Linked DNA regions of Mus musculus: all the other regions are linked to region 6. A link is a contact called in public HiChIP or PLAC-seq and promoter capture Hi-C data. All regions are on one chromosome and are shown on one strand. Each heading gives the region's core, a stretch centred on a gene start, on an enhancer-like site or on the middle of the called end of the contact. The rest is flanking DNA. Distances are from core to core; before and after follow the strand shown.

The links. Promoter capture Hi-C pulls out the DNA fragments that hold promoters and counts their contacts. HiChIP or PLAC-seq counts read pairs in DNA pulled down with a chosen protein or histone mark.
Region 1: a contact with region 6 is called in an H3K4me3 HiChIP or PLAC-seq map of stem cell-derived neural progenitor cells, with 5 times the contacts expected there. The contact joins the enhancer-like site here to the promoter of M6pr in region 6. A contact is called at or near these places in 2 of 39 promoter capture datasets (embryonic stem cells and hippocampal neurons), 5 of 115 datasets of contacts at active chromatin or transcription factors (embryonic hindbrain, embryonic stem cells, large pre-B cells and 1 more) and 1 of 9 other capture datasets (embryonic stem cells).
Region 2: a contact with region 6 is called in an H3K27ac HiChIP or PLAC-seq map of embryonic stem cells, with 5 times the contacts expected there. The contact joins the promoter of A2m here to the promoter of M6pr in region 6. A contact is called at or near these places in 12 of 39 promoter capture datasets (the C10 cell line, the HPC-7 cell line, cranial neural crest and 5 more), 10 of 115 datasets of contacts at active chromatin or transcription factors (the 230-238 cell line, bone marrow-derived macrophages, embryonic midbrain and 3 more) and 1 of 9 other capture datasets (embryonic stem cells).
Region 3: a promoter capture Hi-C map of hippocampal neurons shows a contact between it and region 6, with 2.5 times the contacts expected there. The contact joins the enhancer-like site here to the promoter of M6pr in region 6. A contact is called at or near these places in 2 of 39 promoter capture datasets (cranial neural crest and hippocampal neurons), 5 of 115 datasets of contacts at active chromatin or transcription factors (bone marrow-derived dendritic cells, embryonic hindbrain and embryonic stem cells) and 1 of 9 other capture datasets (embryonic stem cells).
Region 4: an H3K27ac HiChIP or PLAC-seq map of VIP interneurons shows a contact between it and region 6, with 6 times the contacts expected there. The contact joins the enhancer-like site here to the promoter of M6pr in region 6. A contact is called at or near these places in 2 of 39 promoter capture datasets (embryonic stem cells and hippocampal neurons) and 3 of 115 datasets of contacts at active chromatin or transcription factors (VIP interneurons and embryonic stem cells).
Region 5: a contact with region 6 is called in an H3K27ac HiChIP or PLAC-seq map of microglia, with 5 times the contacts expected there. The contact joins the promoter of C3ar1 here to the promoter of M6pr in region 6. A contact is called at or near these places in 1 of 39 promoter capture datasets (pre-B cells) and 3 of 115 datasets of contacts at active chromatin or transcription factors (embryonic stem cells, microglia and regulatory T cell precursor).
Region 7: a contact with region 6 is called in a promoter capture Hi-C map of embryonic stem cells, with 5 times the contacts expected there. The contact joins the promoter of Iqsec3 here to the promoter of M6pr in region 6. A contact is called at or near these places in 3 of 39 promoter capture datasets (embryonic stem cells and hippocampal neurons), 1 of 484 Hi-C or Micro-C datasets (stem cell-derived neural progenitor cells) and 8 of 115 datasets of contacts at active chromatin or transcription factors (astrocytes, bone marrow-derived dendritic cells, embryonic hindbrain and 4 more).

The regions. Positions count from the first base shown.
Region 1 is chr6:121,405,737-121,409,479 of GRCm38.p6, forward strand. All of the region lies in intron 5 of Iqsec3 (IQ motif and Sec7 domain 3), which reads right to left. Among named protein-coding and RNA genes, the nearest start is that of Slc6a12, 65 kb to the left of the region's middle. Within about 2 kb of position 2,110, at least 22 of the 459 cell types and tissues checked have an H3K27ac peak or open chromatin away from gene starts, as enhancers often do. A contact at or near this core is called in stem cell-derived neural progenitor cells, where this site is marked.
Region 2 is chr6:121,634,048-121,637,610 of GRCm38.p6, forward strand. It overlaps A2m (alpha-2-macroglobulin), which reads left to right and starts at 2,126. Exons shown (of 36, transcript NM_175628.3): 1 at 2,126-2,348. The coding sequence starts at 2,242.
Region 3 is chr6:121,497,906-121,501,328 of GRCm38.p6, forward strand. No RefSeq gene overlaps it. Among named protein-coding and RNA genes, the nearest start is that of Iqsec3, 26 kb to the left of the region's middle. Within about 2 kb of position 1,351, at least 30 of the 459 cell types and tissues checked have an H3K27ac peak or open chromatin away from gene starts, as enhancers often do. A contact at or near this core is called in hippocampal neurons, where this site is marked.
Region 4 is chr6:121,423,055-121,426,849 of GRCm38.p6, forward strand. The region is part of intron 3 of Iqsec3 (IQ motif and Sec7 domain 3); the gene reads right to left. Among named protein-coding and RNA genes, the nearest start is that of Iqsec3, 49 kb to the right of the region's middle. Within about 2 kb of position 1,552, at least 12 of the 459 cell types and tissues checked have an H3K27ac peak or open chromatin away from gene starts, as enhancers often do. A contact at or near this core is called in VIP interneurons, where this site is marked.
Region 5 is chr6:122,854,585-122,858,256 of GRCm38.p6, forward strand. It overlaps C3ar1 (complement component 3a receptor 1), which reads right to left and starts at 1,573. Exons shown (of 2, transcript NM_009779.2): 1 at 1,400-1,573.
Region 6 is chr6:122,307,331-122,310,765 of GRCm38.p6, forward strand. It overlaps M6pr (mannose-6-phosphate receptor, cation dependent), which reads left to right and starts at 1,390. Exons shown (of 7, transcript NM_010749.7): 1 at 1,390-1,836.
Region 7 is chr6:121,472,025-121,475,328 of GRCm38.p6, forward strand. It overlaps Iqsec3 (IQ motif and Sec7 domain 3), which reads right to left and starts at 1,654. Exons shown (of 14, transcript NM_001033354.3): 1 at 1,001-1,654. The coding sequence starts at 1,539.

The DNA.
Region 1 (3,743 bases), core at 860-3,359, 900 kb before region 6:
GGGATGTCTTCAGGATACAGGGTGGTCCCCGGAACAAGCTAGTCCCATCCTGTTCTTTCCCATGTCTCCATGGCAAATTCTAGCAAGTTCTCATCTGATGGGTGGATCCGACATCAAGCCAGAATTGGCGCACTCAAGCTCTTCTGCTCTGAGAAAGCAGAGGGAATGTTCTAATGTGTCTCAGTTTTAGGTAGGAAAATAAAAATGGAAACAGCTAACATTTATAGAAATCTTCCTGAGTCCCAGGCAGTTCAACACATCACCTGCGCTTAAAAGGACATAATCCAGCAGATCACTATGACTTTAATGTAACAAACATGGATGCAAAAACAAATAGCTAATACCTTAGAGTGGGCATGGCCCTTTGATAGCTTTAATCTTACTTGATGGTAAGCCTACTAGAATTCACTCTATATTGGTCATTTTTCTTGCACTGTGACCAAATACCTGACAAGAAGCAACTTAGGAGGGGGAGGGCTTATTTTGGCTTGCAGTTTGTGGGAAACACAGTCCACCACAATAGGGAATGGTAGCGGGCAGCCTGGTGATCTTGGGAGCTTCAGACATCTTATTCACATCTTAGAGGATTAGGAAGCAGAGAGCTTAGATTGGGACAGGACCTATAACCAACTAGTTCTGCCCTTAGAGCCCTTTGTCTTCCAGTTATGCCCCAAGTCCAAGAGGTTCTGCAATCTTCCAAAAGGGCACCGTGAGCTGGGAACCGAGTGTTCAAACATATGAGCCTGGGGGAGACATTTCACACTCAGACCACCATATCCTACCTCTAGCCCCCAGTAAACGCCTTTTCAAAATGCCAAATGCATTCAGTATAACCAACCACAAAAGTCACTAAAGGCTTATGGTTCCAACAGTGCTCAAAATTCCAAATTCCAAAATCCCTTCTGAGTCTCTTAATTGTGAACCTCTGTGAAATCCAAAGACAAGTCACGGATTTCTGGCAAGGAAGGATGGGAACAACACAACACTGAGGCTTAGCTCGGCAAATGCCAATCCTTGCACCTTCACATCTAGCATCTGGGGTTCACAGTGGCCTCAGGACGGCATCTGTTATATTTGCAGTGAGTCACAACTATGCCATACTGCTCTAATGCTATGCTGCCTCGAAACCAGGGTCTACTACTTCTAAATCTAGTCTCACTGAAAGCTCAGAGTCTGGGTAGGACCCAGCCAGATGCTTTGACAGATGTAGCATCTGGTTCTAGTCCAGGTTCTGGTAGAGTTTTGATCACTTCTGCAGCCTCAGGAGCTGGACTTTTCGTTGTTTGTGTTTCAATCAGCATCTTGCTCTTCTAATCAGTAACTGTGATAGCTCTACCCACAGTCTTCTAAGACTTCTTGAGCCTAAAGCTCCAAACTCTTCCATGTTCTCTTCTTGTCACCAGGTCTTAAGGCCCAATAGGCACATAGTCAGCCTTATTAGTGTCATGGCCCCACTGCTCAGAACCAATTTTCTGGATTAGCTATTTTTCTCATCACTGTGATCAAACACCCAACAGGAAATAACCTAAGTGAGAATGGATTTTTTTCTGGCTCATGGTTTGAGAGGATACAGTTCAGCGTGGTTGGGAAAGCTTGGTTAGTAAGCTTAAAGACAGGAAGAGTATTAGTCAGAAGGCAGAGAGATAGGATCAGAACCAGGGACAGGTTTTATAAGCTTCTACCCTCCACACCCTGTATCTGCAAACCAGGCAGATATTAAAAGATTTTACAACCCTCTACGACAACAGTGCCAGCTTGGGATCAGATACATGAACTTGTGACACTTCCCATTCAAATGAAATGTGTCTTCTGGGAAAATGAGCCCAGAGCCCAGAACCATCAGGCGCCAGGAACTCACTCTGGGATCAGGGCCCATGGGGGTATGCTCAGCTTGGGCAAGCATCTGAGGCAGCTCCTGCTCTGTTTTCCCAGCCTTTTCTTTTCCCAGCCTCACAGGTCTGAATGCTGCCTCTGAAATAAGAATTTCCCCTCAGAGAGTCATTCTAACTCCATCTTCCCTCCCACTGCCGCTTGCTGGGGAACTCTGTGGCTTGGCATGCCTCAGTCTCAGACAGGGGCGATTTATGTCCTTTTGTTTGGCAAACAGCTGTGTACAGAATAGAGGTGACTTGCTGAATGCCTTCATGCAGGGGCAGGGGAGGCCAGGGCTGTAGAATATCCCAGCGAAGCTTTTGCAGCCTGGGCAAAGCCACACCAGACAGCTGTTACTTCCTGTGCTGCAGCCCATGGGAGTGCGGAGGGAAGAGTTGATTATTTAATGTTTCCACGGCGCAGACTGGAGTGGTGGGGAGACACCAATGCTTCCAGTGTCCCGGCTCTTGAGGCTGACACCTGACTCTCTTTGTTTCTCCATGTCCTGCTGGCTTTTTGTAGGAAGATGCTGCCATATCTCAGGCACAAACTAGGGAGTTATGAACTTGGGGTACAGGGCTCTTTTTCTGTGGGGTTGAGTCAGTCCAGGGGCTGAGTGTGTCAGAAGTTCAGATTCTGGGGCAGGATTTGTACCTGCTGAATAAAGCATGGGACGTAAGGTATTTGTGGCATAGTACCTCTCCTCTGTACTTCACCCTTCGCCCCACACCCAGGATGCCAGTAGAAAAACCCTTGTCTTCTTATTGGCTTAAAAAATATATTCTCTCATCATCCATGTTTAGGTGTGTTCGTTTCCTGAGACCATGAGCCATGCCTGTTCACACATACAGAATGCCCCAGTCCAGGTCTATTCTTAGTATAGAACAGGCACTCAATGTTTGTTAAATGAATAATGAATGGTCATCTCACTCTTCCCTGAAGCCCCAGCATTGCCCTCAAGCCTGAGGACATCTCTGAGACTCTGACAGGATGACAAAGCATGGTCTCCACATTTAGGGCAGAGACTCATCTGCCCTAATGAATCAGCAAATGCTCTAAGGAACAGGAAAGATGACAGATTTCACAGAACTCAAGGGGACGTCTGAGATCACACAGCCCAACTTTCTCATCTTACAGATAAGACAACAGGACCTAAGCGAGCACCTTCCCCAAGCTACCTAGCACCCAGAATCAGAGACAGCTCTTTCTTAAAATCTACCCACCAGCCCCTTCTCAACAGACATACTAGCCGATATGGGTCTGGCTCAAGCCTGGGTGCCAAGGTTGCCAGCTTACTCCCTAGCCTGGTTTCTAGCACAGGCCACAGCAGCAGGCCCAGGTCTGAAGCTCTTATTCCCCCACCGACTCACCCATTGTCTGCCATGCCCTGTCTCTGGGGAAGGGTGGTAATTAGCTTTCACTGCATGGTTCAACACAAAACCTGTGCCCCACATGTTCCGGATCAAATGTGGGCTTGGCACTGGAATACAGGTCAAGTGGCATGGTGATGGGGCATGGCAAAAAAAGACAAACAAACCAACAAATTAACAAATAAACCAGAGGAAGCCATGAGGGGAGCAGGGTCACTCATGTCTCCCTGAGGAGAAAGACAATCGAAGTTCCCTGGGAGCGTGGGTCAGTTGGACAGAAGAAAGTTAGTGGAAAGGGACAGAAGGCCAATGATGGAACGGGGAGGAGGGGATCCGGATGGGTGGAGGAGAGGATGGAAGTGTGGTCTTTCTCCTCTTGAATTGTTCTGGGTCCCTGTGTCAGTTCCTGGGCATCCTTTTGGGACACACCACCTGACAGAGTTGGCCAGACAGAGAAAGTGGGGCTGTAAGGAAAGAGAGCAAATGGGAACTGCTAGAGTT
Region 2 (3,563 bases), core at 876-3,375, 670 kb before region 6:
ATGTAAAAAATAACTAAAAATGCTGCTACAGTTTGAACGAAGATGTTATAAAGTAAGTCCTTTGTTTTTTTTTTTTCATTTTTAATGCTATTGTTACTGATGTCTTGGTGTGAGTTCACAATCACACTGATCTAGTAACATGAATTTCTTGTTGGAATGATCCTTTTCTTGGGACTCAGAGACCCCTGAGCTCCCTCCATCCTAACTTTTGCTCTATCTGACTGCCTCTTCCTATCACTTAACAGATGTTCCTCATGCCCTTGCCCTGAGTGTTTGTTTTTTTTTCCCTCAGCATCTTGTGGTAGCATCTTCTGAGTACCACTATTCTTTCCTACAGCCTGTGCAAGCAGGTGAATCTAAGCACTTCACATATTCAGGCAACTTAACTTTAACCTACAAGAAATCCTGCCTGTTTTCAAGATTCTGTCCACAAAGAAACAACATAATCCCAATTTTGAGTTACGACCCAGGACATCGATAGCTGAATGTGGCCATGATTCACAGGAGCAGTGACACACAAAGTCAGGGTGCAGACTTCACTCCTAGAACACACTTACCAGGAACAGCGTACATGGATAGGTCACAAGCACGGTCTAAAACTGTGCGTTCTCTCGGCCCAGCCCTCTGTCCTTGCCTCTGCTCCTGCCTGTCTGTTTCTCGTCTTACTCAGTTACTGACCAGCTGGGAAATTAAAACAAACACGTTTTTATTCCCTATAATCTTCTCTCTCAAAGACGCTGCCACTCTGTAGCCCCCTTCCACGTCCACGGTGAATGTCCGGGTATCACCCGCTTGTCACCCACCCATTCTCCCGTCTTCTGGATTATTTCCTTTGTCACCTCTCTATATTTCAGTAAGATTGATCTCTTCAAGGATCAGATGTGAGCTTAAGTATTTTGCCAAAGATCTTCTCTGATTTAAAGCCAACTCCCTTGACCACCCTCCTAAATAGTTAAGCTTTTCCTTCAGGACAAAGAAATCTCATTTCCTTAAGAGCTTCATTACTACTGAATATGTGTGTCATTTTAAGGATTAGAATGCCCCTTGCTCATCTCCTTCTCTGTCTAACCACCACTCAGAACTCACAGCTTACTTTAGATTTCTGCTTCCTTCCGAGTTGTTTCCAGGAGCCCATAACAGGCTATGTGTCCCTCGCACCTGCCTTCGAGGAGACTTCAACTTCTCTAATGATAATGGTTGGTTACTGTACTCGCTTTTAAAAGCCGTCCTATCACCTGCCCTACGTCATAGAACTTTTACGGATTCTTACTTCTACTTATCTGACATTCTATCGCTAGGTTCTAGCCAAGGAGGATCAATAAATGGTTATAAATAACCAAGAAGCTGCAAGAACAAGTAGATGGATGCATGAATCAATGAAATTGCCTCCAGGACAATTCCAGAGACTAGAGAGGGGAGTGTTGCACAAAAGCATTTGTTGAGTGGATGGCAAAGGCAGCTGGGATCTTTGTTAGGCACAGTAAAGTGGGGTTTCTGATACTGGTTACTTTTCACCTTAAACTGGAATGAGTGTATGTGAAGGTTAAGGCCCATGCGGTGATATCCTGGGATTTAGAAATTCACTGTTTAGGGTAGACAGCAAGCCCAGGACCCTCCTATCTCCTGTTCTCCAGCACCTGGATTATAGGTAAGCATTAGGAAACTTACAAAACAGTCATTTCTCCTGGCCCTGATACTTCATTTTCAGTCAATCTAATGTATAACAATACCTCTAAAGTCAATACCTACTTCCTAGTTTGGTTCAAAATTCCTTTCATGGAAGGGAGCTAAACATGGGCTTTGCGTGAAAGACAGACAGACCTTCTGTGGCTCAGAACTTGCTGGCACACTTGAATTATTCAAACCTCTCCAGTACTGCTTAAGCTGCAGCCTGCTTGCCAACTCTCCAGACAGGAGCCCAGAGCATCAATAAGTGGCTGTGGGGGAGGAGAAGGCGATTATCAACTTTATTGTACAACGGAGAAAAAGTGAGCAGTAACAGGAAAGTGCTTAATCCTTCTGGGAATTCCGGCTAACGGGTCAGGAATTAACCTTGGCAGTAACTAGGCCATCAATGACCCCTTCAGAGAATGTTCAAAAAACCTCAGCTTTGTTCAGAGAACTCGTGTGGGTGGAACCCGCTGTTTGCATAAAGCCTAGCTGCTCCTCAGCACGTTCAGGACCAGATCTCTGGCGGGGAGCAGGGTGCAAGGCAGCCAGGTCTCCAGTCCTCTCTGCAGCATGGGGAAGCGCTGGCTCCCAAGCCTGGCCCTGCTGCCGCTGCCGCCACCGCTGCTGCTGCTGCTGTTGCTGCTGCTGCCCACAAATGCCTCAGCACCACAGAAACCGTGAGTCCACCGAACGCCAGAAACTTGAATTTAAGGCTTCTGTTTACTCGTTTCTTTCTTACAAAACCGTGACCTTCTTTCTCATCTCCTAGGTTCCTTAGAGCGCCGAGATTTGTACAAATCCTCCTCACTCATTATTCCTCCTCATCTCAGTTTTAATCATTTCTCTTTAGCTCTCTGGATTTCGGAATATCCAAACTCCCCGGTGACACACAGAACCTTTGTAGGTACTCTTGTCTTCAGGACCTCCTGTGGCTCTGCTGAGACTTTGCCCTTGCTTTTTCCTTTACATTCCTCAGGGCGTTTGATAAAACAAAGATTTTTTTCTTTTCAAAATCTCTAGGAATGATTTCAAAGGTTGATGTTGATGCTGAAAATGTAAACGACTTTTGTTACAGGAAAAAACAAAACAAAACAAAACAAAACAAAACAAAAAAACCCCCAACAACAACAACAACCCCAAAACCAAAAAAACTATTGTGCAAATCAGCTAGCGATGAAATCTGTGCTCCAAAGAAACGAACCAAGGAATGTAGAGAGACAGATAGACAGACAGAGCAGGTCATACAAGAAGATGTACAAGAAACAGTGACAAAGACATAGTTATTGGGAACTTTTTCTTAGGGCTTCTATTTACACATAAGACAAATGTTACTTGTTTAATGGGGAATATCCAGCTAAAGGTGAGAGCACCACGGTGGAAGAAGAGAGCACACAATTCTCAATATAAATGTATGAATCATGAATATATTTTTTAGTAAGTTATGTACTAGGACTTCTGAAAATAATCCAATCATAAGAAAACATTTAACACTTACAAATTTATGGTCACACATATAAAGGAAGAGTTACTGTTAAATTTATATACCCACAGGTAATATTTCATATTTATATTAATATTAACATATATATATAACACATATATGTTAATAAAAATGATAGTTGATCATGAGATATTTTTAAGCATAAGGAAATCATAGTATAAACTTCTGGATAGTAAGTGGCACAGAAATTAGAATTTTTGAGCATTACAAAAAGAACCTACACATTTTATTTATTTATTTATTTATTTATTTATTTATTATTTTATTGTGGTTGTCCATTTGTTTTGTGGTTGTTTGTTTTGAGACAGGATTTATGTTAATTATGTCTGACAGCATCCCCGTCTCGGCCTCCCAAGTCATGAGCCACATCTCTCAATATCTATTGTTAAGT
Region 3 (3,423 bases), core at 101-2,600, 810 kb before region 6:
ATTAATACTCCGGCAAAATATTCATTGACTCCTCTGTGACTGGAACATGGCGGTAATACTGGGAATTTGAGGGAAAACACCTCCCAGCATGGGCTGTTGGTTTTATGCAAACAGGCCTTGGCGCCAACCACATAATAGGCTGTGGCTTGCTCCGTGTAAGAAGATATTAACTTTGTCTGCTGGAGTCGGCTCTGCACCCTCATCCTGCCAAGCCACCTAAAGATCCTTTCTCTGCTTTGCTAATTCTTTTCCTCCACTCCTGGCTAGATTTGTGTCCCTCTGTTTAGTCTTGATGACTGGAGGAGTTCTGCCCAATATAAAGATGATATGAGCAATGAGTGTAGTTAAAATCTCCGGTAGTTACATTACAATTTTAAGTGAAATTAAATTTAATAATCTAACCCAATATAGTCCAAACATCATCATTCCAACACACATTAATATGAAAATATTAATGAAGGACTTGAAAAATATCTTTTTAAAAATATTAAACCCTAGAAGTTTTGGGTTATTTTAGAATCATAGCACATCTCAGTTTATATGTTAAGTTTTTATTGGAAATTCATGTTCCGTATTTAGACTGCAGGTTTACATTGGAAATGTAGATTAGCAGATTTAAATGGTCTCATCCATACGTATGAATTTCCAAATAACCCAGTGGAGTATCAGTTTTAATTTTTATTTTAGCATTATTCATGTTAACAGGACAGCTCAGGTGCTTTGTCACAAGGCTATCATTCTGAGTGTTCAGCATATACATGTGACAAGCAGCCATACAGGATAGTCCCCCTGTTGCCTGGTCCCAGCTCTGCCACCCAGCTCTGGTGTTATCCTCCCACCTAGACCATCTTCCGTTTGAACTGCCATCTCTGAGTATAAACACATGCGCACAAAGAAGGGAAATCTCCTACTGACTATTCATGCTCAAGAAATTGAACTTTTAGAGTCAGAGACAATTGCTTTCTTATCTAGCAATACCTCAAAATCCCAGATTATGATTTTCATCAGTCCTGAGAATGGAGGTCTTTCAAGGTCCCTTCGACATAAAAGGTGGGGACCATATTAACCATGAGGAGTACAATAAAGCCTCTGATAAATGAGTTAGATAGTGTTGGTGCCTGTGGAGGTGGGCAGCTTTACACATGTGCTTCGCTCTGTTGGAACAATCTGGTTGTTAAATAAGGGCCTTAAGGCATCCATTCGCATTTCACACTTTAAATTTTTCATCATTTAAATTCCTTCCTTCAGGTTGATAATTTTTCGTTCAAGCTTCAGATCTCTGGCTAGCGTTGGCTTGATTTGCATAATCCCACCTCTGACATTTAGTCCCACCCCTTAGGGCCTCCTCCTTCCTGTTGGCGCCGGGCAGCTCCTGTTGAGCATCAGCAGTGCCCCAGCCCTCTCCAGGCAGCCACCCAGCTCTCTCTCTGGGAAGAGGCTCATGCTGTTGCTGCCATGGCCACTGCTGCTCTGCTTCATGATGCTCAGCTAATCCTCCCTGAGCTGTTGCAAGGATTAATCCTGCGGCCCTGGGCCCAGCTCCTGCATGTGTGGGATTTGTGGGCACAACCAGCAAGAGCAGGGCGCAGCATCTGTAATGCAAATCTAGGCAGGGTGCTAGGCTCCTGGGAGCAGCTTCTAGATTCCTGGGTTCGCGCAGAATAGCAAGATGGGTCAACCAGACCCTCTGGGTATGACCTTAAGTCTAAGAGCCTTAGAGCTGAGAGGAAAGTCTTGGATCCCCAATTTCTGCCTGGATATGCAGACATGTGCGTGCATGCACAAACACAGACATATGTTTGTTCCTTTCTTGCATCCTTAATGCTGATTCATCAACCTCATTCTGACTTCGCACAACGGACACTGACGACTTATTGCATTAAAAGTATATTTTTATGATAGTGTATGTGTATATTAACGTTATGTATTGAACCATCTTTCTGCCTCCAAAGCTTGCTTTTCTTTTTGATATTAATTAATATCTTGCTGCAGGCTTCAGGCACCGTGCCTATTGGAGAAGTCAGCTTGGCCCATGGCCCCTGCTTAATTCCACAGCTCATGTACAGAAGGTGGGGGTGAGCTGGTAGAAGAGCCGGAAGGTGCTCAACTGGGTCATTCTGGGCTCAGAGAGGGATAACCAAGCTCCCTGACAGCTGTCTAGAAGGAGGTGCCCAGGAAAGCCAGTCACTGCAGAGGAGGCTGCATTGTGGTTTTGTGGAGTCCATCTTACTCCCTCACTCCCTGCTACATGCCAGTAAGTGTGAACAGGTCTGAGGGATGACTTCTTCCAAACTAAGTGCAGACGTCCTCTGAGAGCACAGGAGAGGCTCCTCTCTAAGTACTGGGGCAGTGCACTTGACAATAATGTTTATTAAGAGGTAGGGCTGAGACTAGGTGATGAATGGATGTGAGGATTGCAAAGCCCACCTGGGCAACATAGTTTCTGTTTTAAAGAAGAATAAAGGACTGGGCTTGCTGGTGTATGCCTTTGATCCTAGCATCCAGGAAGCAGAGGCAAGCTGAGACTCTCAACCTAGTGAGTTCCAGGCCAGACAGGGTTGAATAGTGAGACCTTGTCTGAAAGAGAGAAGTGGGGATGGAGGAAGAAAGAGAGGGAAAGAGAGGAGAGAGGAGGGGAAATAAATAAAGAGATGCTGACCTTGGCCAGGTGTTTAAATCTCAAAGCCATATTTTTCTCTACCTGAAGAGAGAATGAAGATAATGTTTTCCTTACCAATTTCTTGAAAATATAGGATACATAGTTAAAACACAAGAGACTCTACAAGCTCCAGACTCCCAGAGGTTGGGAGGTCTGAAGACTGCTGCTGTATCAAAGGGAAACCAAGAGCCAACAACTGGTGAAGAGAGAGGCTTATTTACAGTCAGGGCCAGAACTGGGGGAAAGAAAATTCTGCCTCTCCTGTCTTTCCTGCAGGAAGGTTACAGCTTTATACAAAAGATGAAGCAAAAGCCAGGAAATAGGTACAGTGTAGCTGTGAGTCAGAGCCTTGTGACATCTCTTCCTGCTAGACAATCCCTCCCCCTCTGCTGCCAGGTAACATCCTATTCTCTCTCTGCAGACTTTCCTGAGGCTCCTCTCACCCCTCGGCCCAGCCTTTCTAAGCCCGGAGACACTGTTACACCAAACCTGTTAGGAAATTAGATTATTAGTAAAATAGGTGAACTAAACGTCCCACCTTTTCTTCCACAATATGGATACCCCGATTTCAATGTGATTGTATCCTATGTAAATTACCCAGTGCATAGCCTGGCAAAGGCTAAGATTATCCAGCAGTTATCTACCACAGTAGTCTAGTTCCCATCCATGTCTGCCTTCATTCCCGCCCCTCTGCCTTTGGTTACCAGACTGAATACAGTTTAGTCTCCTCCCACCCCACCCCACTTGTTCTTTCTCTCATCACC
Region 4 (3,795 bases), core at 302-2,801, 880 kb before region 6:
TCTGCCAGGAGCAGCAGTGAGGGGGTCTCCAGTGTCCTTAGAACATGCTCCCTCTTTTCAGAGGTCAGGCCAGCTGAGCCTGATGAGAACCCTGAGAGATGGTAGCAAGTGAGAGTGGAGAAAGAGTTGCTGGCTGGGGGAGGGGTACAGTACGAAGGAGCCTGGGCTGGGTGGGGTCTTCTTTCAAACCAAGGGATGGTTTCCTCTGGCTGAATTTCTCAGTGGAGAACACTGAAGCCATGTTATGAGTTTCTGGACTTTGCAAATATCAGGCTGAGAGCAGAGACCCTGTGTGCAAAGCTGCCCCACTTTGAACAGCAGGTCAGGCTGAGTGCATTGACCTGTGGAGCCTACACAAATAATTCCCTGTGATGACCAGAGATGGGAAGGAACCAGGTTAACACCATTAACTGTATCTTAACTTTGTCTTCCCATCCATGGTATGATACAGTAGCAAGATCCAGATCTGGGACACAATGTAGGGCAAAGGCTTTGCACTACCCCTAACAGAGAGCTGGTTCTCAGATAGCCCTAGATGGCACCCACATGTCATTGTCTACCACAGGAAGATGAATTATGTGGCAAAAGGGATTGAGTGTTTTGCATTATGGTGTCACTAGGTCTCACAGTAAACTGAGAGGGGGAGGATAACACCCTCTCTGTGAATGAAGCCAAGTGGGTACCACTTCTGCATAGTCTTGTCTTCACCCCACCCTCTACAGCCTGATCCTCTGGCTCCCTTCTGCTTCACATTAAAAATCCGACCTTCCTTCAGAGTAAAAAGAGCCTAGGGATGCTTCAGCCTAGCACCAGAGTTCACAAATGAGGAAACAGGCTCAGAGAGGAGAGGCAATTTGGAAACAGCAAACCACTTCTTGGCAAGGTGACTCAGGGTAAGGCTGGACTTGGAAGCTTGGGGTCTAGAAGATATGCCAAAAGAGGGGACCAAATGTCACATGTATGGATCCTGGATTCGGGGACAATGTCTGGGTGCTGCTGACCACAGATCTATGGCCTTGAGGTTTGGCAAGATCAGGGAGCTTTACAACAGGGACAGCCAGCCAAGATGGCTTCTTCGGCAGCCACAACAGAGAGCAGGGTACAAACTCCTGGGAGAGCTGCAGGATTTGGGAATCACATCAGGCCCTCTATAGTCCAGAGGGTCTAGCTGCTTTCCTAGAGGGGATGTGGAGCATGCATGCTTGCTCTTTCTGTCTCTCTGTCCCTAGATTGTACCCACAAGGATCATTGCAAGAGGAAGTGAACAGACCAGGGCAGAAGGGGTAAAGGGTGTTGGAGTTGGGTAAGGGGTCCTCTTCCTGGGGCAGGGTCTTGGGGAAGGGGTCAGTGAGGTGCAGGGAAGCTTGGGGCAGATGTCTTTCACTCGCTCATTCCAGGCTGAGCATTTCCTAGAAGCCAGGGGCTATGCTGAGTGCAGAACTGTGGCTGAGAGCAGAGCCGCAGCTAGTGTTCCACTCCATAGCTGTCCATGTAGATTGTACTATGAAGTGCAACCTCTGCCCTCCCCCCTCCCACCCACGCTCTCCCTCCCCCGCACTGTGAGCATTCAAAGGATAGTCCATCCAGCTGGGCAAGAGCCAGAGAACAACACGGTCCTTGTCTGTGTGAGTGGGGAGACTCCCAGTCAGCCGTGTAAGCCGTGGGCGCGCTCCACGCGCTCACCCAGCTTGGAGCTTCCGGATGGACCAAAGTGTAAACTGAGACCACCTGAGAAGCACAGTGGAGCCAGCTTAGGTTTGACACTTCCAGTGGAGGAAACAGCCTGTGTGAAGAACCAGAGGCAAACAGGCTAGCCAGGGGGTCTCAGGGACTGTGGAAAGGAACAGTAGGGACCCTGGAGTGAGCTTGGGTCTGTGGTGGGGGGGGGGGGGTGCAGAAAAGCTTTTGTGCTGCACATCAAGGCAGCCATCAAGGGCTTCAAGCAGAGAAGAGATCAGCGTGATCACAAGTGCACTTGGCAGAGATGACTCAGCCGTGCTGTGGTGGCCAGGGTGGAGGGGCGCAGCTGAAGCGGGAGCTGGCAAGAGGTGGCCCAGGGGTGCTGGCAAGAGGCAGGCTGGCCCGGCCTTACGTGGGGTGGTGGAAAGGGTGGGATTTGGGGAGAAGTTAAAGGGTCTCAGTAAGGGTTAAGGATGGAGATGACAGAAGGAATCAGAGAAATGCTTCCAGGTTTCAGTTGGCGGACAGGAAAACCTGGGTGGGGGAAGACAGAGGAGACCATGGTTACCCACACTCCCAAACCCGAGAACTGCTGGATTCTGTGTGATCGTGGGTAACCACAGGGTCAGAATAGTAATCCCTCTCTCCCAAAGAATTACGAACAGTAATAGGACCCGGTTTAAGCTTCAGGTTCATCCCCATCTCTCTTTGTCACAAAGCCATTCTTCCTCCTTTTCAGTCTCCAAACATTTTCTTTGGATTTTTTTCCCTAATAGCTCTCATATTTGCATACACTTTAAATTAACTTTTAAGTTGACCGAACAGTGATATTTATTGTGGCATTTCATACTTCGTTTTCCTTCTGGAACGACTAGGGTTTTATTAAATTTAAAAGGCCCCTCCCTGAGGTTTAACTTCACCTTCCTGTGGTGCTGGGGATAAAGCCCAGAGCCCCATAAGCTACAAATGTGTTCTACCACAGAACATCTTTTTAATACCAGGTGCTGAGCTGGGCAAGGGGGGTGGGGGAGTAGTGGTGGTGGGGGAGCAAGTGGGGTGGGGGACGAGGCTGAGAGGCCAAACAAGCTTCCGGAGAGGTGAGGAAACAGGAGGCCAAGGGCAGGAACATGGGGAAGAGGAAGAATTTCAAAGACAGAGGCAAAGGGGACAGCACACAAAGCCTCAGAGACACATATGTGATAGCTGAGGCCCAGAGAAGGCAAACAGCTTGCCCAAGGCCACACAGCTCTTTAGCAGAGAGTGAGGGAATTCAGTCTACTGTAAATGTGTGCCATGCTACAACTAGCTTGCTCTGGCCTCCTCAATGCTCCTTTTCCCACTTCTCCTCCTGCATGCCCTACCTGTGGTTGGTCTAGAAAGATACAAAATTCAGAGCAAGCCAGCTGTTCCTCAGACTGATTTCACAGGAGAGACTGACCCAGTCTTAGTGGCTCAAAATGCAATCCCACCTGTTACAATTGGGCTCACCACGGACAAGTCACCAGTCAGACTTGAACCTGCCACAATCCTCCATCTCCTAGCATGTCAGCTAGCACGTGGACTAATTTCTCCTGCTCAAGCCAGGCCTTCTTTGGTTTGGTTGATGGACTCTAAATGTGATTGTGATCCTTCCGGGTGGGAAAGACTCTTGACTTTTCTCCTTGGTGCCTGAATGCATAGTTACTAAAAATGATACCCACCCCTCCCAGTGCTTACAACATCCAAGACGCTTTGCTGGATGCTGAGGGTGGGTGAGCGGAGGGTACAAAAGATGGCTCCTGTTCCAGAGGGGCAGAGAGAACGGTAGAATGTGCTCACAGATTACCTATGCCCCAGACCACACTGTCCTGATCCTCATAGAGCTCATCCAGCGAGAAGGAGCCCAGGACCTTACAGGCCAGGCATCTGTACCTAACCCTTAAGCTAAAATGCTCTCCATCCTCTGTGTTCATATGTTAGTGTCTCTGTATGTTCCCAGGAGGATAGAAAACAGATCTCCTCACTTCTCCATACCTCAGCCCTTCCATATTTCAAACTTGTCTTCTAGTCTATGGTCTTCTTCGTGTAACCATAACCTATTCTGTTTCCCTTCTTTGGGACTTCCAGAGTTTTTAT
Region 5 (3,672 bases), core at 323-2,822, 550 kb after region 6:
CTACCATTCCCTTATGTGAACGGCAAGAACTCGGATCTAGTGTCCCATTCCAACCTCAATGCGTACCATCCTAAGATGCTGAGAGCAAAGCCCACCCAGAGACTGCTAGGAACAGAGCAACCCACAGACATCCCTCGCTGTGCAGCTTTTGATGCTGAGATTCTGGAGATGACGTGGCTTTCACGTGACCGCAGCCGGGGAGAGCCCCAGCTACTCACCTAATAACGCCTAGGTTACTGTTCTTTTTTACTGCAGGGATCACATGACTGAGAAACTGTGGTCTCGATAATAAAGTGGACATAGCGATTTAAAATAACAGAAGTTGAAAGGAAAACATTCCAATGTAAGAGCAACTGAGTTCCGTGCTGTGAGGAATAGTTTAAATATCACAAATGATCTTCCTTGAAAGCTCACACCCTAAAAGTCATCCAGGACAAGACCACATTACATTTCCCCAAGTTCTGAGCAACCCCCCCCCAAAACCAAACCAAACAAAAACCCTCTATGTTTAAGTTTTTTATAAAGATTTCAGGATTGAGTTGGCCAGAGTAATTAAAAAAAAACCTGAAACTAAAATGTATTTATGATGAGTAAAAATTAGATTTAAATATCAAATAATAATTATGGAATGATAGAACCAGCTATTTTGATAAGGAATAGCTCAAAGAACGGGAGAGTTACAGAGAGCAACAGAAGAAGAATCCACATATGGGCATATATATATGTGTGTGTGTGTGTGTGTGTGTGTGTGTATATATACATAAAAATAAATGTGTGTACATGTGATCAATGATTACAGAAGCAAAACTAAGGGAAGAAAACATGATCTATAATCTAGGGGAATAAATAACATAAATTCATTATTATTTTCAGAATGAAAATATTAAAAGCCAAGATAAATAGAATGTATAGTATTTACATAAAAATAAAAGTAGACATGGAGATAAGACAGGAGAAATAAAAATTTGGGAAAGTTGGGAGGCAGAGACAGGCGGATTTCTGAGTTCAAGGCCAGCCTGGTCTACAAAGTGAGTTCCAGGATAGTCAGGGCTACACAGAGAAACCCTGTCTCGAAAAACAAAAACAAAACAAAACAAAACAAAACAAAACAAAACAAAACAAAACAAAACAAAACAAAAGTTAGGGAAAGAACCAGATATGATTGTGTACAACTTTAATCGCAGGAGAAGGAGATATAGCTCTGTGAGTTTAAGGCTAGCCCAGTCTATGTAGTGAGTTCCCAACCATCCAAGGCTCTATGTAAGACTCTCAAAAAAAAAAAAAAAAAGTTTTAGGGAAAAGAATAGAAGGAAACAGAAGATAAGGAACTTGAAGCCATTGTACATAATCAGCAGGCTAAACCAAGCATGAACTATAAGGCTCATCTATGTTTTCTTACCAAGCACACTGAGATGGAATCCAAAGGCTCCAGGACTGATGATCTGCGAGCCACCAACAAATCCTGTCTGGTCCAGCCAAAATGAAGTAGTGAAGTGCATTGGACGAGTTGCTGAGCACTGACTTTTCCCTGGGTAAAGGGAACTCAGGATCATGACTGCTATCTGACTGCACAGGAAGGGCCTTTCCATGAGTCACCTCTTAAACTTAGCCGGCGTAGATAAGAAAAGCAGAAGGACAGAGGAGGGCGGGTGGAGGAGGCCGATCAGGACACAGATATTTCCTGCAGGAACCTGTCACCTTAGCTACGAGATGCTGAGATGCAGGCAGGCAGAAATTTGAGGCTTGTCTGTGCTACAGAGTGAGGTTTTATTTTTTTCCCTTTAAATTTGCTTTATTTTATCTTTATATCAGTATGTGTGTGCCATATATGGTTGCTCACAGAGGCCAAGAAAGGATGCTAGATTTCTTGGAACTGGAACCTAATGTGGGTGCTGGGATCTGTTTTTAACCTCCGAGCCATCTCTCCAGTCCCATAGAATGGGGTATTTAAAAGATCTATTGATTTTCTTTTATGTGTAGGAGTTCTTCCCCCCCCCCCCATTTGTGTGTACATATATTTGTGCCTGCTACCTATGGAGGCCAGAAAAGGGCATGGGGGGGGGGGTCCCTGGAATTGAAGTTATAGATTTGCCAGTCACTCATTTGGTGCTGGGAACTCAACTATTAAGCCATTTTTCCAGCCTCTACAGAGTGATTTTAAGACCAACTTGAGAAAGTTAGCAAGACCTTATCTCAAGACAAAAAAGTAATAAAAGATCTAGGGATATAGATTGTGGGTGAGCACTTGTCTGCTATGTCCTAGGTCTTGTGGTTAATCCCCAGGTCAGGAAAAAACTGTGTGTGTGTGTGTGTGACGACGGGAGATGGCTATGATCAAGTTAGGTTGAATGCATATGTACTTGTTAAAGAACAAATAACACATTTAAGAACAACAACAAAAAGATGGCTGAGTTGGGAGGTGTAGCATAAATTTTTTGCAACCTACTTTTAATTATAAGGTTCATTCTCTTCTCTAACCTACCACCCAGCAGAGAGAGTGGAAGAAAAGTTATTAGAATATGGTGGAAGTGGGCCTGTTCAGCAATAGTTCTTTGGGGGGGGGTGGGCGCAATCCCCGTCTTCTTTCTCAGCAGTTCAGTCCCATAGCAAACACCAAATACAACTCAGCAGTTGTAGACCAGTCCTATAGGCAGGCAGATGCCACACATGAGCTAGCAGCTTCAATCCAGTCCTCTCCACCAGCAGACACCGGGCATGAATGCCAACTGGTCTGAGGCAAGGCTGCTAAAGTGGCAAGCAGCTGCAGGAACCGAAGTCCTTGGGTGAGTTTCTCTCAATGGCTGCATTACCACGAGTTGAGCTCAACCACGCTATATAAGGTGAATGAAGAATGGGGAGACAGAGCAAACCAAACCAAGGCTCAGTGCTCATGCCCCACTGTCTGTGGAGTCATATTTACATTCTTTCCTCAAGTGTCCTTTCACGTGTCTGCTATATCAAAACTTCCTTTCACCGTCGTCTGCTTCAGGAAAACATTTTCTCACATGTTTAGTTTAGCAAGACATCCTTTCACCTGTGCACCCCAGCAAAACATCATTTGACAGAACTAACTTTCCAAAGAAACTAGAGATTTCCGCTTAAGGGGGTTTTGAGGAGGAATGCTGTAAAAATACATTTAATTAATCTCAAATGGTATTGCTCTATGTTTGATACATGGATAAACTGTGCTATGCCAAAATGAGAATAAGTTAACTGTGTTCTAATTTCTGACGATACACACAAACACACACCCTGCAACACAAACATACTTTGTATATAAATAGAAATAAAATGGAACACAATGGATATAGATGTGTTCACTTATGGGAATCTAGGAAGAAAGTTCGAAGGAAGTAGTTCCAGAGAAGTGAGCCATAAACAAGCCCCTAAGTGATTACAAGGCTTGAGGCTCTGGATGGAGCAAGCTGTGCTCAGGGCTAGGGTGGGAGATAGTGTGACCCAGGAGATAGGCTCCTGACCCTAGCCTGCAGCCCTGGGGCTGCATTTCATCAGGTGAAGGAGAGGCCCTACAGGCATTCCTAAAGTAAAGAATTCTCTCAGGTCAACCAGGCAGGTCACCCACATCTGTAAGACCGGCACTGGGATGCTGAGGCAGGAGGATCACCGGTTCCAAGCAGCCGGAGCTACAAAATGAGATACTTATTCAAGCAA
Region 6 (3,435 bases), core at 140-2,639:
GACTAGCAAAAACCACGTCCCCTGTCAGAGCACAAGGCAAATATCATAGCCAGCTGTTGTGGACAATCTGAAGCAGCCCCAAATCCCACACCTGGGATCAAAATGGAAATATGTTCTTAAAATTGTTTTCTGTGTTAAAGAAGCCAAAATTCCAAAATTCTCACTACAGACCATCACAGAAAACCATGACAGGACACGGTGCAGAGATCAGCAGGTGGTGAGGGGCCTAGCCACAGTGGCTACCTCTACATCACAGCTCCTGCATCTATGACTCAGGACACATAAAAAAAGAGGGGGGCTGGAAAAACCGTAAGAGCTGCAATACCAGGATGTCTGGTGTGAAACAGTCTCATAGAAATGGTGGCAAAAACAAGATCTAAACAATGGCGATATCAATATGCTAACAGAGAAGTGAGGCTATGCCATACAAAGTGATCATCCTTGAAATCATGTACATACAAACATAAACAGATTCAGCAGGTTGTAGTGTATCTATGCAAATATTTGTAACTATAACAATTAAAGAAGATGAGACCATCAGTCTGAGTGGGGGACATGGGGAGAGCTGGGTGAAGGGGCCTTCGAAAGAAATGGAAGAAGGAAAAAGTCAGAAGAAGGGGAAGTAATTATACTTTAATTAAAATGTATTAAAACTTTTAAGTTAACTTTTTTAAAAAGTATAGGACACTACGGTGTTAGCAGTTTAAGCACAGTTCTACCTCTGACATGAATCCCTATCTAAGCAGAGTGAGGGAGGTGCATGCAAAAGCACGTGAGAGTAAAAGGGGCATGAGCAGCTAAAGCCAAAAGAAACTTCAGAGGAAGAAATGAGTAACCTGGAGAGCGAATCCAGGAAGCCGCAATTGTTTCAAACCAAGCTCTAAGAACAACTAGGGCTTGAGAAGTGGATAATAAATCCAAGGAGTCTTCAAATGACCTTACCAAAGGCACAAAGACACGGGTCCCCCCAAACTGAAGTACAGGCTAGAGGGCCGGCACACATAGGGCAGGCGCCTTTGATATATGCCTTTGACAGTATGCTTATCTAGCAAGATGCCACAATAGGAAAATTCATTGCCCAGGTAACAGTAACAATAGTTATGTCCCGAAAGAATTAGAAAATTCTGAACAAAGAAAATCAAGACAGGCAGGACCTATAACATTCCACTGTCTGGGTAGCAGAGTCAACTGCAAACCAGAAGCGAGCCCAGCCGACTGATGGCTAAACAGCGCCTCACAGAGGCCACCAAGGTAGCAGAAGAGTCCTAGAAACTACAACTCCCAGAGAGCTTCGGGCGAGGGAACTACAACTCCCAGCAAGCCCAAGGAGCGACACTCTTTGTAGTTCCACAGATCGCCCTCACGTACTGTCTTCAGACCTATTGGGACACCTGGCGCATGACCCCGCGTGGATGAGGAGCGCCCGCCCAGAGTCCCTGGAGGCGGAGCTCGAACCTCATTGGTAGAAAGGCGACCCGAAAAGAAGAAACTGATCTTGACAATCTCCGAGTGATTGGAGTTGATGGGACCGGGGAACAGCGAACTAGGCTGCTGACCAATCAGCGTCCAAAAGAGAGACCAGGGAACCAAGGTTCTGCGGTCACACGCCGCGGAGTCTAGTGGGAGGAGCAGTTGCTCAGCAGGCTCTCGCTGCTTCCTGTTTCCGGCTTCTGGAGCGGGGCGCATTGAGGCGCCTAGGGAAGCGCTGGCTTCAGAGAGGAATCGAGGGACTGGGGTCTGCGCCCCCGCACCCCTGATCTCCGGACGCGTCTTCCAACCTCAGAGACACATTCTTGGGGGCTTCTGAGCCGCGGTTGCTCTGTTTTCCCGTGACACGTGAGTGTTGGGGGCGTGGAGGAAGCGGGCTGGGGTCCTCGCACACCTCTGTACTGAAGGAGGTGCGGACCAGGACTCTCGCTTGGCCGTGGTTCTGGCTGGAGATCCTGCTAGGGAGCCCTAGGGAGGACTTGAGGCAAAAGGCATGAGAACGGAGAACGCCAGACTTCTAGGAGTGAGGAAGAGGAGTTCCAAGATCAGAGAGGGATTTGAGATGTTTTGAAGGTTGGAAAAGGAAAGTGCTCATGTGTGAAGTGTTAACTGGATTCTTGTAGAGAGAATTTTGACCTGTATCGTGGGAGTAAAGTGGCGTCATGGCGTCATTTGGGGGTAAGGTATGACTTTGAGTAGATAGAAGGCGAGAATTTCCAGACTCCTGGAAGAAGTTCGAGGAAGGTCTGTTAGCATGGTGTGGAAAAGAGTGACAAGAGTGTCTTGTGTTTCTGTGGAGACTTTGAAGCACAGAACTACCTCCTTGGGGCACTTTAAACATTGGGCCTTTCTGCCAGTTGAGACTGATCTTAAACGTGTTGGCTGCAATGAACCAGGAGGAAGAAAATAAAGCCCTCCATTAGAAAATGGAAAACGGCCATGAGTGGAAAAATGCGTGCAGGGCTGAATGAGGTCAGCAGTTTCCCAACCCCTAACTTAGTCACTCGGCGTCCTATAGAGAATGTTTCAGCATTGCCACTAGATCTGTCTCTATAGAATAAGAAAGGGGAATTCTCAAGAGCCTAAGATCCTGTTTTACAGCGTCTGAGAGTTATAAGTGCTTGCACTCTGGGGATCTCTTTGGACCATGCTAAATAGGAACTGCCCAGCTTTCAGTTTTATCCTGCTCTCTATTTGGGCCTGTATTTATCAGAAGTTTGACCACAAATGCCTTCATGGCATTAAGTCATCCAGGTTGATTTAATATTTGTGTAGCCTAGGACAAGTAACTCAGTGAGCAACTCTAAGCGTCAGACCCCTCATCTTTTCTAGGCTGTGTAACTAACACAATGCAGGCATAGCATTTCAAACATACACCACACTGAATCAAGGAGAAGCAGCTCAAAATTAGACTCAAATCTTAAGCTGGGAGAAGTGTAAAGTTATTCTTCTACTAACTTTTTGAACGTTTAAGCAAATGACAAACAGTTCCACTCATCCAGTGCCTACCGTGGCTTGTTTTAATTTTTTCATCCTGTCCCAATTTTGTGAAATTCTTTGCCCTAATTTGGGAAGAGAAAGCAGCAACAGTTAACAAATGAGGAAATAACTTGGAGGCCAGAGTGCACAGCATTCATTCTGTGAGAGCATCCCTCCAGGATATGTCCTGGGGAGCAAGCGCCTCAGAGCCCAGAATGTTACTTTTTTTAAATTAAATCCTGAGAGAACTTGCAGAAAATGGCACCGAGTAGGTTAACAGAGGAGCTCTAGGTGAGGTGACCGGTTGAGCAATAGCTGAGCTCAGGGGAGGGGAGAGCTTAAACCTGGGCTCCTTGTTACAGTTAACTTCCAACTTCCTGGTCTGTTTTAAAAAGGAGAAAGGCAGCTCTGGGTTGGCTCCCTTCTGGATAGATGACTCTGGAGCCATCCATCTTACTCCATTAGCTG
Region 7 (3,304 bases), core at 404-2,903, 840 kb before region 6:
CAAGTGAAAAGAAATCTTGAGGCCCTAGACTCTGCGTGGGGACAATTAATATTTCTCCTGGAATCCAAGATGAGGTTTCCTAATAACCAAAGGGAAACAAGGCTTGCCATAAGAGGCCACCACAGAGATTTATAGAGGCATTACATTCAAGAAACTGCTTTCCAGCTGTCTCTGATCTCATTGTTCTCTTCCCATGATTTGAACCCAGATAAGCTTCTGAGTCAGTGGAGAGCTCCAGCCAGGTGAGTCCTCAAGCTGAAACAGAGACATCCAGGAGTCTGGAGGGTTGTTTCTGCGTATGCCTTGGCACTATAGAGGCTCAGCATAAAGATGTTCACTTGGGTCAGAAGGGAGAAAGCTTTCCCAAGTGAGCCACTCCTGGCTCTGACTCCCACTGCATCAGATAAAGAGCCAGCTCCTTCCCCTGGGCAGCGCTGTCTCCCACCATTCATCTTCCTGTATCCAGCTCCCCTGCCTGTTCCCGTTCCCCCCCCACCTCCTGTCCTTTGCTTTATCCTACCCACTCTAATCCTTGCTGCTGGACCCCAGCCCCTATAAAGCGCTTAAACTTCCTGATCAAGTCTGTTTTGGTGTCTCACTCTTTATTTAAACAGTTGTACTATGCAAACTCACTTCCGAATTTTTCCTAGCTTAAATCCTTCAATGGTCCCCTGCTTTGGCTTAATTTTTTTGCCCCCAACTTCCTCCCAATTTTATCTCCCTTAATTTCTGGAAGTTATCATTATCCCCAACCAGTTAAAGCCCATTCCTCTCATTTTTTGCTCCAAAGATGGTCCAAATACTTCCTTTGGCTCCAACCACCACAGACCTTCCAACGCGGATCTCAAGCCCTCCTTTGCGGGACTCTCCTTGACACATTTTTTTACCCAAGGCATTTTTGCCCGCTTCACTTCACAGTGCTCAAGTCCTTCACTCTTACACACAGATTTCCCATTTCCTCACACCCACTTGCTTCTCCCACCTCCTTGTCCCCACTCACTCGGGTCTCCTGCTCAGGACGCCCTTGCCGAGGGCGGCGGGGGATGCGTGTTGAAGCAGGGCTCCCGCGGCAGCACAACAACTCGAGGGACGCTCCTTCTCCTTGTCAGCTATGGCCCCGGGTGCCACCGGGTGCTGGTGGGGCGACTGAGGAGTCTGAACCCTGCTGCTGGGTGCAGGTTGGGGCTGCGCCAGGAGCTGACCGTGGTGCTGAAGCGGCGGCTCCGGTGAAGCGGGTATGAGCTGTCCGTGGTCCTGAAGCGGTTCCTGGGCCGCAGCGGCGGCCGGAGCAGTGACTGCAGGAGCAGGCAGTGGGGCAGACGGCGGCGGGGGAACCAGCCCAGGCGGAGGCTGGGCTTGCAGCAACTGCTGGTGTTCCCACAGGCTGCGGTTCTCCGCGCTCAGCTCGTCTAGACGCCGCTCCAGCTCATCGATGCGCTGGCGCTGGGTATGGATGAGGCTTTGCTGGTTCTGCACGATGGCCGTGAGCTCCTTGAGGTAGAGCACGGCGCGCACCGGGTTCTCCAGCAGGCTCTCCATGCCGCCCGCCGCCGCCTGCGCCCTGCCTGCGCCTAGGCGGGCGGCGGGGAGCGTGAGCGCGCAGGAGCCCAGCAGCCCAGCAGCTCTGGCGGTCGGTGGCCTCCCTCCCTCTCTCTCCCTCCCCTTCCCGCCGTCGCCTGCGCGTCACCGCCACACAGGCATTCGCACACGCACTGAGGGGCGGACCGGCGCCAGGGCCCACCTCCCACCTCTGGGCTTCGTGAGGAACCCTGCTTCCCGCGGGGGCGTAGGAGAGGCGGGTGGGGATGGGGAGCAGAGGGGAAGAGGCTGGGTCGAGCAAAATACTCTATGAAAATCCAGGATGGAGATCAGTCCTACCAGGGAAGAAGGAAGAGCCAACCCAAGCAGAAGCGCTGGGAAAGTGCTATAGAACTAAGACAAAAAGGAAGCCGCCAGAGAAAGATGAAGAATAAAGGAAGCTGCCAAAGACATAGAGAAGTACAGGCACCCAGCTCTAAAAGGTCACAGTCACGTTTTCCTGTATCTAGGCACCTCAGAGGCAGGGCCCATTTTTAAGACCTTCTAGGGAGGAGACACACCTGCCTTTTTGATGCTCAACAATTTGCTCTGTAGGATGTCCGTGAACAGTTATGAGACCCTAGAGAACAAGGCGTGTGTCTGTTGCTTAGTTCTGGCGGGGGTAAGTTAAGGCAGGAAGGCTGCACATGCAGGGATTTTTCTCTGGAAATGAGATCTCATGGCTCTTTGGACCTCTCTGACAGGAACAGAAACCAAATAGAACCTCTGAGGTTCCCGCTTCCAGAACCTTCTGAAGCAACCATTCTTTTTGACAGTTAGGAAGCACATGCAATTAGTAAATACTGGACTAGGAGATGATATAATAAAAACTACCAGGATGGATTTGTTGGCTTCTTGTAGCTTATAAGCAGTGGATCAAAGACTTAATAATTAATTTTGAAAGGTGGGAGTAAGACAGAGCTGTGATCAGAGTGTTGTAGGAGTCACCAGTCTGGGGATCTCCGGAATGCTTCTTGGAAGAATTAACATTTGAGGAGGGAGGGGTTTTCCTGGAAGCTCAGAGACATGAATCAACATGGAATTATCTGTTAATTTTTCAGTTTTTGCACATAACATCCACTAGATGCAGCATTATACTAGGTCAGCCAGGAGGAAAATTAAGGCAGGAAGGCTGCTAGGGCTAGATTTTTCTCTAGAAATGAGGTCTCAGGGTATTTGGAGTAATAATTCATATGCAACAGTGTGCGCTCATTCTGACTACACAGCTCCGTGGATTTTGACAGTATACACCCGATCGCTCATCACTACAAACAAAAAAACTGTTACGTGTAATAAGCACCCCTCTGCTCTGTTCAACTTCTTGTCCCCAGCCCCAGCTAAGCACTCATCTGCTTCCTCTAAACACACATTAGTTTTGCCTGTTGTGGAATCTAATATTAACGAAGTCACATAATGTATACTTGCTTGTGTCTGATATGTATGTGGTCCCTCCATTCCGTTACAAATACCATTAATTTCTTTTTTATTTTGGAGTGGTATCAACAACAGACATAGCATAGTTTTTTTTTTTTTCTTCCTTTATTTGCTGATGCTGTTGGTGGACATTTTTGTTGTTTAGCACTTTTTTCTTTTTTTGCAGGTGCAAGCTGACAAGTGACTCACTGTTGTTCTGAAGCTGAGCTCGGAGACAGCTTTTGGTTCTCTCTCTCTCTCTCTCTCTCTCTCTCTCTCTCTCGTTCACTGCAGTCTTTATTGGTTACACACT